3 separate regions of the Mus musculus genome follow, and regions 1 and 2 are each linked to region 3. Evidence: chromatin contacts called from public promoter capture Hi-C data. All regions are on one chromosome and are shown on one strand. Each heading gives the region's core, a stretch centred on a gene start, on an enhancer-like site or on the middle of the called end of the contact. The rest is flanking DNA. Distances are from core to core; before and after follow the strand shown. Region 1 holds the start of Sat1 (spermidine/spermine N1-acetyl transferase 1). Region 2 holds the start of Acot9 (acyl-CoA thioesterase 9). Region 3 holds the start of Sms (spermine synthase).

What was found. Promoter capture Hi-C pulls out the DNA fragments that hold promoters and counts their contacts.
Region 1: a contact with region 3 is called in a promoter capture Hi-C map of embryonic stem cells, with 6 times the contacts expected there. The contact joins the promoter of Sat1 here to the promoter of Sms in region 3. A contact is called at or near these places in 4 of 39 promoter capture datasets (the 3T3-L1 cell line, cranial neural crest, embryonic stem cells and 1 more) and 1 of 115 datasets of contacts at active chromatin or transcription factors (astrocytes).
Region 2: a promoter capture Hi-C map of pre-B cells shows a contact between it and region 3. The contact joins the promoter of Acot9 here to the promoter of Sms in region 3. A contact is called at or near these places in 4 of 39 promoter capture datasets (the 3T3-L1 cell line, liver, maxillary cranial neural crest and 1 more), 1 of 115 datasets of contacts at active chromatin or transcription factors (embryonic fibroblasts) and 1 of 9 other capture datasets (macrophages).

The regions. Positions count from the first base shown.
Region 1 is chrX:155,214,766-155,218,454 of GRCm38.p6, reverse strand. It overlaps Sat1 (spermidine/spermine N1-acetyl transferase 1), which reads left to right and starts at 2,006. Exons shown (of 6, transcript NM_009121.4): 1 at 2,006-2,352; 2 at 2,619-2,670; 3 at 2,771-2,854. The coding sequence starts at 2,287.
Region 2 is chrX:155,259,877-155,263,926 of GRCm38.p6, reverse strand. Acot9 (acyl-CoA thioesterase 9) reads right to left here and starts at 1,484. Exons shown (of 15, transcript NM_019736.4): 1 at 1,253-1,484. The coding sequence starts at 1,272.
Region 3 is chrX:157,490,605-157,494,628 of GRCm38.p6, reverse strand. Sms (spermine synthase) reads left to right here and starts at 2,342. Exons shown (of 11, transcript NM_009214.4): 1 at 2,342-2,724. The coding sequence starts at 2,676.

The sequences.
Region 1 (3,689 bases), core at 757-3,256, 2.3 Mb after region 3:
GAGGGGTAACAGAAAATGCTGTTCTTCTTTCATTTCTTCATACAGGATATTACTCGTTAATAAAGGCAAAGTCACTTACTAAATATTAGGAGTGGCCATCTGGTACTAGTCTAACCCCTCACTGTACAGACCAGATGTTGAAGATCATCTGATGCTTTATCTCATTATTGAAAAAAAAAAAAAAAAACCTCTTCTGACTGATTATGGAATCCAGGCAAGGCAATGGTAGCAGGGTACTCAACAGATCTGTCCAGGAAAGCCCATAGTAAAAGAAAGGTCACTCCCCAGAGACATGAATACTTACTTGTTCCACTGGGTATGACCAGGAATAGGCAAACCCAACTGTTCCCAAACATGTTGGTCTCAAGTTTTCTTACCTTTAAAAATGATAGAAAACTCCGGGCGTGGTGGCACACGCCTTTAATCCCAGCACTCGGGAGGCACAGGCAGGCAGATTTCTGAGTTCAAGGCCAGCCTGGTCTACAGAGTGAGTTCCAGGACAGCCAAGGCTATACAGAGGAACCGTGTCTCAAAAACAACAACAACAAAAAATGATAGAAAACAACACAGAGCCAGACATCCCTGTAATCATTAGAGTAATGATATCGTGACATGTTCAGTAGGTTTAGAATTATTTCAAAATAAAAAGTTAAAGGAGCCAGGGCTACACAGAGAAACCCTGTCTCGAAAACAAACAAACAAAGTTAAAGGAAACAAAAGAAGTGCATGGACTGGAGCAAGTAAGGACAACAACAGCTTTCAATAGCAAAGAAAGCTGAGAGACGGTCAGATATAAGTGTGTAGAAAGAAAACTTCCAGACCTCAAAATCTATAAGCAGTGAAATCAACTCTTCAATAATGTAAGATGGCATACATCATTAAAGCGAATTATCAAGTGTTTCTCTCCTTCAGAAGGAAAGTCCACAAGGAAGAACAGATATTTAAGAAGGAAAGCGGGAGGAGTAAGAAAGAAAATGTTGCCAGGTGGTGGGGGGCAGAGGCAGGAGGATCTCTGAGTTCCAGGCCAGCCTGGTGTACAGAGTTCCAAGACAGACAAGGCTACTCAGAGAAATCTTGTCTCAAAAAATAAATACATAAATGGAAGGAAGGAAGGAAGGAAGGAAGGAAGGAAGGAAGGAAGGAAGGAAAGATAACATTTTAAATTTAGCCATTGCAACACTGGTTCTCAACCTTCGTTATAATGCAACCATTTAATACAGTTTCTCATGTTGTGGATTACTCTCAACCATAAAATTATTTTGTTTCTACTTTTTAACTGTAATTTTGCTGCTGTTATATTGTTATGAATTGTAATGTAAATGTCTGATATACAGGCTATGTGATATATGACCCCAAAGGGGTTGTGACCTACAGGTTGAGAACCACTAAGCTAGAAGGAAAGCAATCGAGGGATCCTAAGAACTGACCTTAGAACATACAAGAATAGCAGGCTGTGGTGAACATGTTTAATCCTAACACTGGGCAGACTGAGGCAGGCAGATCTATGTGATTTGTGAATTCTAGGACAGCCTGTTGTGACATAGTGAGTTCCAGGATAGTCAAGACTACATAGAGAGACCCTGTCTCAAAATTAAAACAAGATTCAAACCCACACCTTTCTTTAGTCATGAAAATGGTGACATCACCACATCTCAATGAACTGCCTGTGGAAAATTACTAGAGAGGAAAGGAAATTATGCCTCCAGACGACACTTTGAGAATGGCTGCTGCTCTCATCTTTCTGTCATACCCTAAAGCTGGGCTTCCTGAGTTTGCTTTTCTCGGCAATGTCGGGGTCACAGAGGCAATCCACATGTTCTATTTAGGAAGGTTACCAGGGGACAAGCTGGCATTCATATGCTTCCGGCAAGGATCCGCAAGGCGCCGCTAGAGGACATGAGGCTAGAAAGGCAGCAGCGCGCCTCGCCCTACCCCGCCCTCCGGGTTTGCGCCATGGGTGTCACGAGAGAGCCCGGAAGAGGGCAGTGTCTGGAACAGAGGGCGGTGCTTCGGCGGGCTTTCATCCTTACTGGTCGCGATCTCTCCGGCTCCCCGTCCAGGGAGGAGCTTCTGCGGACTTAAAAGGCACCGTCTTGCCACTTCTTAGCTGCGCAGTTTCCCCGAAGTAAGTTTGCCAGTTTTCTGTCTTATACTGAGGTTCGCCGGGTCATGGTGCCAGCCTGACTGAGAAGAGGACGCTCCCGGGAAACGAATGAGGAACCACCTCCTCCTGCTGTTCAAGTACAGGGGCCTGGTGCGCAAAGGGAAGAAAAGCAAAAGACGAAAATGGCTAAATTTAAGATCCGTCCAGCCACTGCCTCTGACTGCAGTGACATCCTGCGACTGATCAAGGTAGGTAAAAGTCCGGGCTCTCCCTAGGGCAGAGGGTAGGGGAGGCTCTGTTGACCGGGGAAATCCTCATCTGCAGTTCTGAGACGCAGCCAGGCCAGTAAATTCCGCCTTCTTGGCCTGCCAACCCCAGCCCGGGTCAGGCTCGGCTGTTCGGCGCCAGGCAGGACTCAGTCACCGCTCTACCCTGCCTGCCCCATTTCTCTTCCCGTGAGCTGGCTAGGCTGGCCAGGAGTTTCATTGTCCTTTTCTTTATATGTCGTCCCCAGGAACTGGCTAAATATGAATACATGGAAGATCAAGTCATTTTAACTGAGAAAGGTAACAAGGCGTGGCGGGGGAGGGGGAGGGGCGGGTAATATCTGTTTCCTGGCACCTCCAAAGGTCAACTCTCACTGTCTCTGCCTCCCCTGTCTTACAGATCTCCAAGAGGATGGCTTTGGAGAACACCCCTTCTACCACTGCCTGGTTGCAGAAGTGCCTAAAGAGCACTGGACCCCTGAAGGTAACCCCTGATCCCTGTCGAGAAGCCAGAGAGAACTAATGTTATATCAAACCCGTAGAGCCTACTGGGCAGAACCCGTGACTACGCGGGCAGAGGTTACTGAGGAGCTGGCTGGAAATAACAACCAGCCAGTGTGCAAATGACTGAGGAAAAAAAATATATGTGTAGTGTACTTTCTAATAGGGCGGGTTATGAGAGAGCTGTTTGAGCAAGTATCAAAGTTCTGTAGAAACCCGGAAAAGTTAGTTATAATGTCATTTGTTGTAATTCCGTTTCATAAAATGGTTTTTGTTTGACCCTAACCTAACTTTTTTTTTTTTTGTAATTGTGTTAAATCACATTTTTTTCTTTAATTTGTCCCAATCTTCAGGTTACAGTCTCTAGCTTCGCCATGTACATGGCCCTTCTGTGTACATGGATGGGCGGGGAGGTAACTAAAAGACCCTTTACACAATAAAGTAGATGATCATGATAAATGAGGTAAGGTCCTATTATCGCACACTTAAAACACAGTAGATCAGAAATTTATTTTCGCTTCCTGTCTGTCTGCAAAGAAATACAAAATGGCTAGAAAATTTAATTTGCAACCATTGCCTCTAATTTGCAACCTTTGCCTCCATTTGAAATTGAATTGACACTCCTTATGAGGTAGTCAGTTGTTAATTATTATTTTTAGTTATGTATTGACACCTTTTTTTTTTTTTTTTTTTTTTTTTTTTGCTGGCCCTTGTTGACTGGTCAGGAGACGGCTAAAAGGGGAAGTTGTTTGGGTGGGTGCTTTCTTGAGTTTTCTTCTGATGTTTGTTCCTTAGGCTCGAAGATAATCAGAACACGT
Region 2 (4,050 bases), core at 235-2,734, 2.2 Mb after region 3:
TGCTCCTTAACTGTGCCAGTTGGAAATTAGATCTACCAAAATGGCCTATGTGGTCCAAGGGTGCACTTTCATTACAAGGCCTTGCTGCTTATCAAAGGCATGTTCTAAACTGGGCACGAGAAAATACATCTGTAAATCCCAGCACTAGAAAAGTTGAAACCTGACAGACTTGACATGGGTCCGAGGCCTGCTAGTATTACCTGGTTTCTTGGCTAGAGATCTCAAAGCAATAAATAAATATACAGATAAGAGCTGGAAGTGGTGGCTCAAGCTCTTCAGGCCAGCACTGGAGAAGCATAGGACGGTAGATATATGGTGAGTTCGAGGCCAGTCTGGTTGATGATATAGATAAAGAAAGAGATAGATATCGATATATATAGATAGCCAACTTTAGGCCAGCCAAGGTTACACAGTAAATTCTATCTCAAAAACAAACAGGATGTTGATATGTGTTTAATCCCAGCACTGGGGAGGCAGAGGCAGGCAGATCTCTGATTTTGAGATGAGTTGGGTCTACATACAGTGAATTCCAGGAGAGCCAAAGATTCACAGAGAAACCCTGTCTCAGAAAAAAAAAAAAAAGAGTAAATTAACAAACAAGGGGTTGGAGAGTTGGCTCAGTGGTTAAGAGCACTTGTTGCAAAAAGACCTGATTCCCAGCACCCAGATGGAGGCTCACCACCTTCTCAAGCACCAGGCAGGCATGTGGGACACAGACACACATGCAAGAGAAATGTTCATACATAAAATAATAAAAAATAGATCTAAATAAAATTAAACCAAACAGATGAATCAGCTTAAGAGAGCCAAATGGTCTCTACAGTCTTTACAAGTATGATAACATACTTAAGACAGATTCCAAGTGTGTCATGCACTTAACCCCCAAAATGTTTTTTTTTTTTTTAAGAGAAAAGTGCTCGCAAGGCAAGGCAGAACTGAAAGTACTGGCTTTTGAAAAAAGGGGCTACACCAAGATTCCAGCCACACCCCTGGTGAGCAAAAGGATAGGAATTTCAAGGGAACACCCAACGTCTTCCCTTTTAAAAGTGTCAGCTGTCGCTAAAGTAGGGTGGTGGCATTTTTCCAGGGTAGGCCGGAGGACGGGGTCTGGCACTGGGTGCCTTTTCCTCCCAAGCCAAATATCCACCACCCCCATCCCACCCGCGGCTTCTTCCGCCCCGCTAGGCTCCGAGCCTCAAAGGGGAAGGCGTGGGCACTCCGGGGCAGCGCCCTTCCACGCCCTGCCACCTACCGTATCGCTGCCCGCTTCATGGCACTCCACTGCCTACCCACGGGTGGACAACCAAGGTCCTCCCGGGTAGAGACAAACCGGTAGCAGAAGAGCGTGAGCGTGAGGACACCTCCAAACACCGGCAACCGCGCCGGACTGAATCTTGGTTCCCACCTTCTAGGTGACGCCACAAGAGGGCCCGGGATAGGGAGGGCCTCACTGCAGGAAGGGCGGGGCTGCGCTGCCCGGGGTAGGGCTGTGCCGCCAGGGGGCGGGACTTCTGCGTAGAGAATGGCGGGTCCTGCTATTTGATTGGTCTGCAGCTGGAGACTGGAGACCGAGACAATGGAATTTCCCACTCAATCAGCTAGGTGGGGTCGGAGACTTATTTATAAGCAGGGCTCTTCCCTCCATTGTTAAGTAAATGAACCACTCAGCAAAGCACCTCGTTCCTCCACCTTGGTAGAACTCTTTTATTTTTGACACTTGAACCTTTACTCCCAGTCTGTAGTTCTTGCCCTTGGCATCATATGAGCAGCTTTTCAAAATATGGGTACCCTGCTTATTTTCCCAGAAGTAGGAAGACTGAGGCAAGAGAATTGCTACCACTTAGAGGCCAACCAGGGCTGAAGTGAGGTTTAGGCCGTAAGAAATAGTGTCCCTGTTTTTATTTGACGTTTTGGTTTTTAAAAAGATGAAGCTTAGTAAGAAAAATTAAGTTGAAGAGAATTTCAAGGGAGGCCCATTCTTGTTATCCAAGCAACCCAGGAAGCTGAGTCTGGGAGATCACAAATTCAAGACCTGCCTGATTACAAAGTTCTAGGCCAACCTGTGCAGTTTACTGCGCTCCAATCTCAAAATGAAAGGTTAAAAAAAAAAAGGATTGAGGGATAGAGCTAAGTGGCAGAGTGTGTATGCCTAGCATGCCAGAGTCCCTGGGTTCAAGTCCCAATTCCAAAAAAGGAGAAAAAGGACAGAAGAAAGGAAGTTTTCAGAATTAGGCATGATGGCACATTCCTAGACTCATCAATTATGAGAAGGTCTAATTTACCTCCGAGGAATTCCCTCACTCAGACACATGGCCAGGTGCTGAGTCACAATCTACTAATTATACAAGTTTACTTAAGTGACCCTTCATGAGACTCCAAAGCATTTTCTTAGAAAATAAGTCCTGAGCAATGAACCCCATAGACTCCACTGAAGATAATATCTAAAGTGAGAAATGTCTCACTACTTAGCTAATATTAGTTCTAAAGTCAGGAAAGCCCTATTAAAATCAGCCACCTAGCATTCATGTGTGTCTCTAGCTTAGTCCTTTAACCAGGCTAGAAAGATTAGTTAGCACACTTGTTCTTGCAGGGGAGCAGGGTTCCGTTCCCAGTACCCATGTGCCAGCTCCAACCACTTTCAGGAGGATCAGTTGGCCTCCTCTGGCCTCTGCAGGTACCAGGCCATACACATAGTATACATACATACATACATGCAAGCAAGCAAAGACTAATACACATAAAAATAAATGTGTTGTATTATTCTTTTAATGTCTTAGCAACCCCTATGTCTCATCGTTGTTCTTGTTGCCATTGTAAGACATTTAAGATGTATCACCGTTTGGAAAGCATGGATAGAAGGCAAAGTAAGTCACAAAGCCAGATAGAAAACATGTAACTGTGGAGAAAACATGCAACAATTATGCCATGATGAAATTCACTGTCCTTACACAAGTGATCTGCCAACTCACCATTTTCTTACTTGTGTTCCACATATAATGAAAAATGTAAAATGCCTAATGATAGATTAACGAATGCATTTTCACTGTCTTCACTACAAGTAGAACATTGAACTAGCTAAATGTTATACTATGTTACAGTTCACCCATGAAGTATGAATGAAAAGTATTAATAAACATAATCCCTTCTGCTAATAGAGATTCTGGATATCTGATTTAAATAAAGAATTTTCCTGGGAGTTTATGTCATCGGCTTTCAAGCTAATTTATGCTATGGTTTCATAGACTAGAGAAACTGTGTTTCTAAAATTGGCTCATTTCCTGTATTATATAGCTAACTCAAAAGTATCTAAATAAGCCGGATGTGATGGCACATTCCTGAAATACAAGGTTCCTGGAGACTGAGGCAAGAGATTCAGTCATTCTGAAGCTACCCTGGGCTTTGTAATGAATTCAAAGCCAGCCTCCACAAAACAGTAAGACTCTTTCTCAAAATAAACTAAAGGGGCGGGGCATGTTTCTGAGATGTTAGCACAGTGGTAGTATTCGCCCAACATGTGTAACATCCTGTGTTTGAGTCCTAATGCCAAAAAGTGGGAAAAGGATCCAGAGTAAATTAGGAGACTAAGTTAGTTTTCTATTGCTCCTGTGAAGAACCATTTCAGTGAAACCACCTTAGAAGTAGATCTGAAGGACTTTCTGAAATGAATAAACTTTCTCATGCTTCATTTATTTACCTTTTCAGAGAACATGATTTTATACTTTTCATTATGTGTATCTGGGTGTATATATGTGCATGTGAGGGCAGGGACCTGAGGAATCCAGAAGTGGAAGTATAGGTGGCTTTGAATCATTCTGAGTAATACATGTGAGTGCTGGGAACTGAACTTGTCTCCTTTGCAAGAAAAGTGCATGCCTGTCGTATTCAATGTTCTACTGTTAAAAGATACCATGACTGTGATGGGTGATATATGCTTGGCCCAGGGAGTGGAACTATTAGGAGGTATTGTCTTGTTGGAGTAGATATGACACTGTGGGTGTGGGCTTTAATACCCTCATCTGAGCTGCCTGGAAGCCAACCTTCTGCTAGCTG
Region 3 (4,024 bases), core at 1,093-3,592:
CAGTAGAAAGTATATTCTGGGCTTACAATTTCAGAGGGTGGGTCTATGACCATCATAGCAGGGAGAATGACAATAGGTAGACAGGCATGGAACTGGAGAAGTAGCTGAGAGCTCACACCTTGATACACAAGCATGAGGCTGAGAGATCAAGGTGGGCATTGCTTGGCCATTTGAAACCTTAAAATCTACTCCCTGTAAGACATCTCTAACAAGACCACAGCTCCTAGTCCTTCTGAAACAGTTCTGCCAACTGGGGACCAAATATTCAAACATATGAGCCTTTGGGGGCCATTCTCAAGCAAACCGCCTCAAAGGTCAAAACATAACTTAGGATTTTTTTTTTTTTGCATCTTTTGTTGCAAGATGAGAGGTAGAGATCATTGCTGGTGTAATAACTAGACAATTACACTTAATGGATCAACTATAATATAATTGCTAGGCACAACCTAAATGATTAATTTTGAAATGATCCTTGCAGATTGGGGCCTAGATTGCAAAAACTCAGGCAATGACAATATTTTCCAGAATCCAAATAGGTAGTCATAGCCCAGTTGGAGAGGTTTATAGAGGCCTTTGCTTTCTTTCACTGAAGAGACACCATGACCACAGCAAGTCTTATAAAGGAAAACATTTACTTGGGGCTGGCTTACAGTTTAGAGGTTTAGTCTCTAATCATCATGGCAGGAAACATGCTGGAGGAACCAAGAGTTCTACATCTTGATTCACAGGCACCAGAAGGAGACTGTGTGCCACACTTGGTATAGCTTGAGCAAAGGAGACCTCAAAGCTTGTCCCCCACGTTGACACACTTCCTCCAACAAGGCCACACCTCATAATAGTGTTGCTCCCGATGGCCATGTCTGCCTGCCTCTACCTCACAAGTGCTGAGATTAAAGATGTGTGCCACTAACGTCAGGCTCCTGTTTCTTATCTTTAATAGTCTTGCCAGGATTATGCAGATTAGTGAGAAGACCCTTGCAGTAAACTGCTAACATCATCCTGACAATACTGATCCTATATCGAGCATCCTCTTCTCTTCAGGGCTCTCTTTTGACATCACTTCATTAAAGTATCTCAAGGTTCTTCATTTTGCCCTTTGCAAGGTGAAGTACAAATTCTAGGGCGGATATGCTTCAGCTGGGAGCCCATGGTGGTCTGCAATGTTCTCCACAATCTACTGAGCAAGACCAGCTACATACTTATCAGCAAAACCTCAGATGCCTTCTGCTCTGAAATTTTCAAGAAATTCAAGAGGTTGACAGCAGATAGTGAAGCTAAGGGAAGGCAGGTGGCTTACCCCAATGCTGGCAGGGCATGAAGCACATGTCCTACGCGGGAAGCTTCACTACCCTTAAACACACAGGAGGACAGCTATGTTCTAGTGACTTGACTCCAGAAGAAAGGAAGAAAGAGGAGCTTGGGGCTGATACATTGGGGCTGATGGAGCGGAACACAAATTAGCTTACAAAACTGAGGACCTGGTCTCCAGAGAAGGAAATAAAAACAGATGGCTATGGATAGGAACAAAGTAGGAGCCCACTGAAAAGAGATGCAGTTGTTGAAGGACAAATATGACGTCAGTGTTAGGTTCTTGCAGGACAGGGAAGGACTACGCAAAACTAACCAACCAACCAACCAACCAACCAACAAACCAAACCAAACCAAACGACCATTCGAAATGGCCTAAGGGAAAGCTAAACTTAATGTTTTTGTGTTGTTGAGGAGGCACAGAGTTCACTAATCTGAAGTTTAACAACCATTACAGAAATTCCTGGTATCAGGAGAGGCACAGCAATCCATACAATGATGGAGTCAATTTGCCCTGGGATTTTGCTCGTGCAATAAAGGATCCCTTTATTCCCCAGGCACTTCAGTTCTCTTTTGTCCCATCTTGTTGAATGCTACTAACGGTCAAAAAAGAGGCCAAGGCTGTAGGTCCATTGACAAAAAATAGAGGTACCGAGGAGGGGGAAGTCCTGTGGAAGAGGCTCTCACATCTGCAACTTCTCAGTTAGGCTTTAGTCCTTGATTCTTTTCCAAATTTGCATGAAAATGTATGCTACTTGAATGCCCAGGAGCCTTCTATTCTGTTCTTAAATACTACCCCTTACCAATAGAAACATTGTTAATAATCCCAGCGGGGTTCACGTGCATTTAAAGAAAAAGTCAGGCTTGTACTTTAAGACTACAGGGGTGGTAGCATTTTATTTTCTTCAAATGGTCAGGAAGTAACTGGGGCTTTTGCTTGGGGAGGAGGGGTAGGCATATGGGGAAGTGTATAGGGAGGCCCCCCGGAAGTCGCGCTGAGCCGTTTAAAGCTGGGTGACCTCCTAACGGATGGCGAATGGCGGGAGAGCATGGCCAGAGCTTTAGCGCAGGGCGCGGCCATTGGTGACGCATGCCAGGGAGCCCGGCGCCCGCGATTCCACCATTAGCGAGGCCTCACACCCAGCGCTTCAAGTTCGGGGCTGGAGGCGTCCCTGCTTCCTCCTCTAAGAGGCGGGTCGGCCCCGCCCCCGCGCCCCGGGTCGCTTGCCCGCGGCCCCTCCCACCTCCTAACTCCTGGCCTCCCCCGGCGCAGCGCACTCCCCGCCGGCCCGCAGCCTGACACGCCGCGCGGTCCCTCAGTCTCCTGCGGTCGCCTCCCCAGGCATGGCACAGGGCCTCGCCACACTATGGCAGCAGCAAGACACAGCACGCTCGACTTCAAGCTCGGCGCCAAAGGTGAGGGCGCCGCTCGCCACCTGCACGGGCGCCGCAGCGGCGGCGGCGGCGGCGGCGGCGGCGGCGGCAGCGGCAGCGGTAGCGGTAGCGGCGGCGGGGCGACAGTTCCCTCCGCGCCTGCGGGGCTCGAGGCCACAGGACCAGGCTCCTCCGGGGCGCGCGCGGCAGGCTGAACAATGCGGACGGCCGCGCGGCGCCTGCGTCTGCCGGGCTGCTGCGCGGAGCACGCTGCGGGCCCTCGTGCACCGGCGGAGGCCGCGCCGCGCCCCCGCGGTCCCCCGCCGCGTTTGGTCCTCGGCTGAGCTGGAGGCTGGCGCACTGCGGGGCCTGGGAGAACCGCGTCCGTGTGTGCCAGCCGCACCGCCCGCCCGCCCTTCCGGGCCTGGAGCGTCGGTCCACGCGGGCTCGCCGCCCTCCACGCCCCGTTGTTGGGGGGGAATCCCTTTCAGCCCGTGGGGCGCGGCGGATCCCCGGGGGAGGCGGGTACCGGAGCGCCTTAGCTCGTTCGAGGCACGGCGGGCGAGGCAGGCCTGAGCGAGGGGTGTGTGCGGCGCGGGACCGCTGCCCACGCCACCTTTTCCTGTTCTGGCAGGCTGCTGAATTTCCCTCTTGGGTGTGTGTGTCGGGGGGTTCCCCTTAAGGGCAGCGAGGGTTGAAGGAGGACCAGGGCCACTCAGCGCTTGCAAGGTTTTTTTTAGTCATCTAAGGAGATGAAGGATCCTCTGAAAAGGGACCCGGCGGGCAGAGAAAGGAAACGATTATTATTATTATTGGGGGTGGGGAGGGATGAGATCTGGGCGCGGGAACTAGAGCCACCACCATCACCATCACCCCTAATCCTGGAGGCTCAGATATTTGAGCCTGGTCTCGGCAGAAATGGTTGGGAGAGTCTTTTTTGCGTGATGGAATTTTGAAGGGTAGGGATGGATGTACTGCTGGCTTCTTTTCTTTGAGAGAATCAAGCATGGGCGCAGTGGGCGGGAATGATTGGGCCTTTAAACGTGCGACTGCGGCAGACTTTCACTTACCAGATCATCCCGCACATAGTGTGGTGCCCCAGTCTTCCCTTTTCTCTGGTTTCTCTATTAATGGAACACGTGGATTCCACTCTGCTTTTTCTGTCGGGATTTTTTTTTTTAACACCGACTTAATTGCTTTTGAACTTCTGAGCTCACACTTTGTACTTTTTCTTCCAATCCTAAAAGATCTCGGAGCTCACAAGATCAATAAATGTAAAGACAAAAAATAAAATCGGGGGGATTTGGAGCAAAACCTGGATTTCAGTCTGCCTCTTCTAATT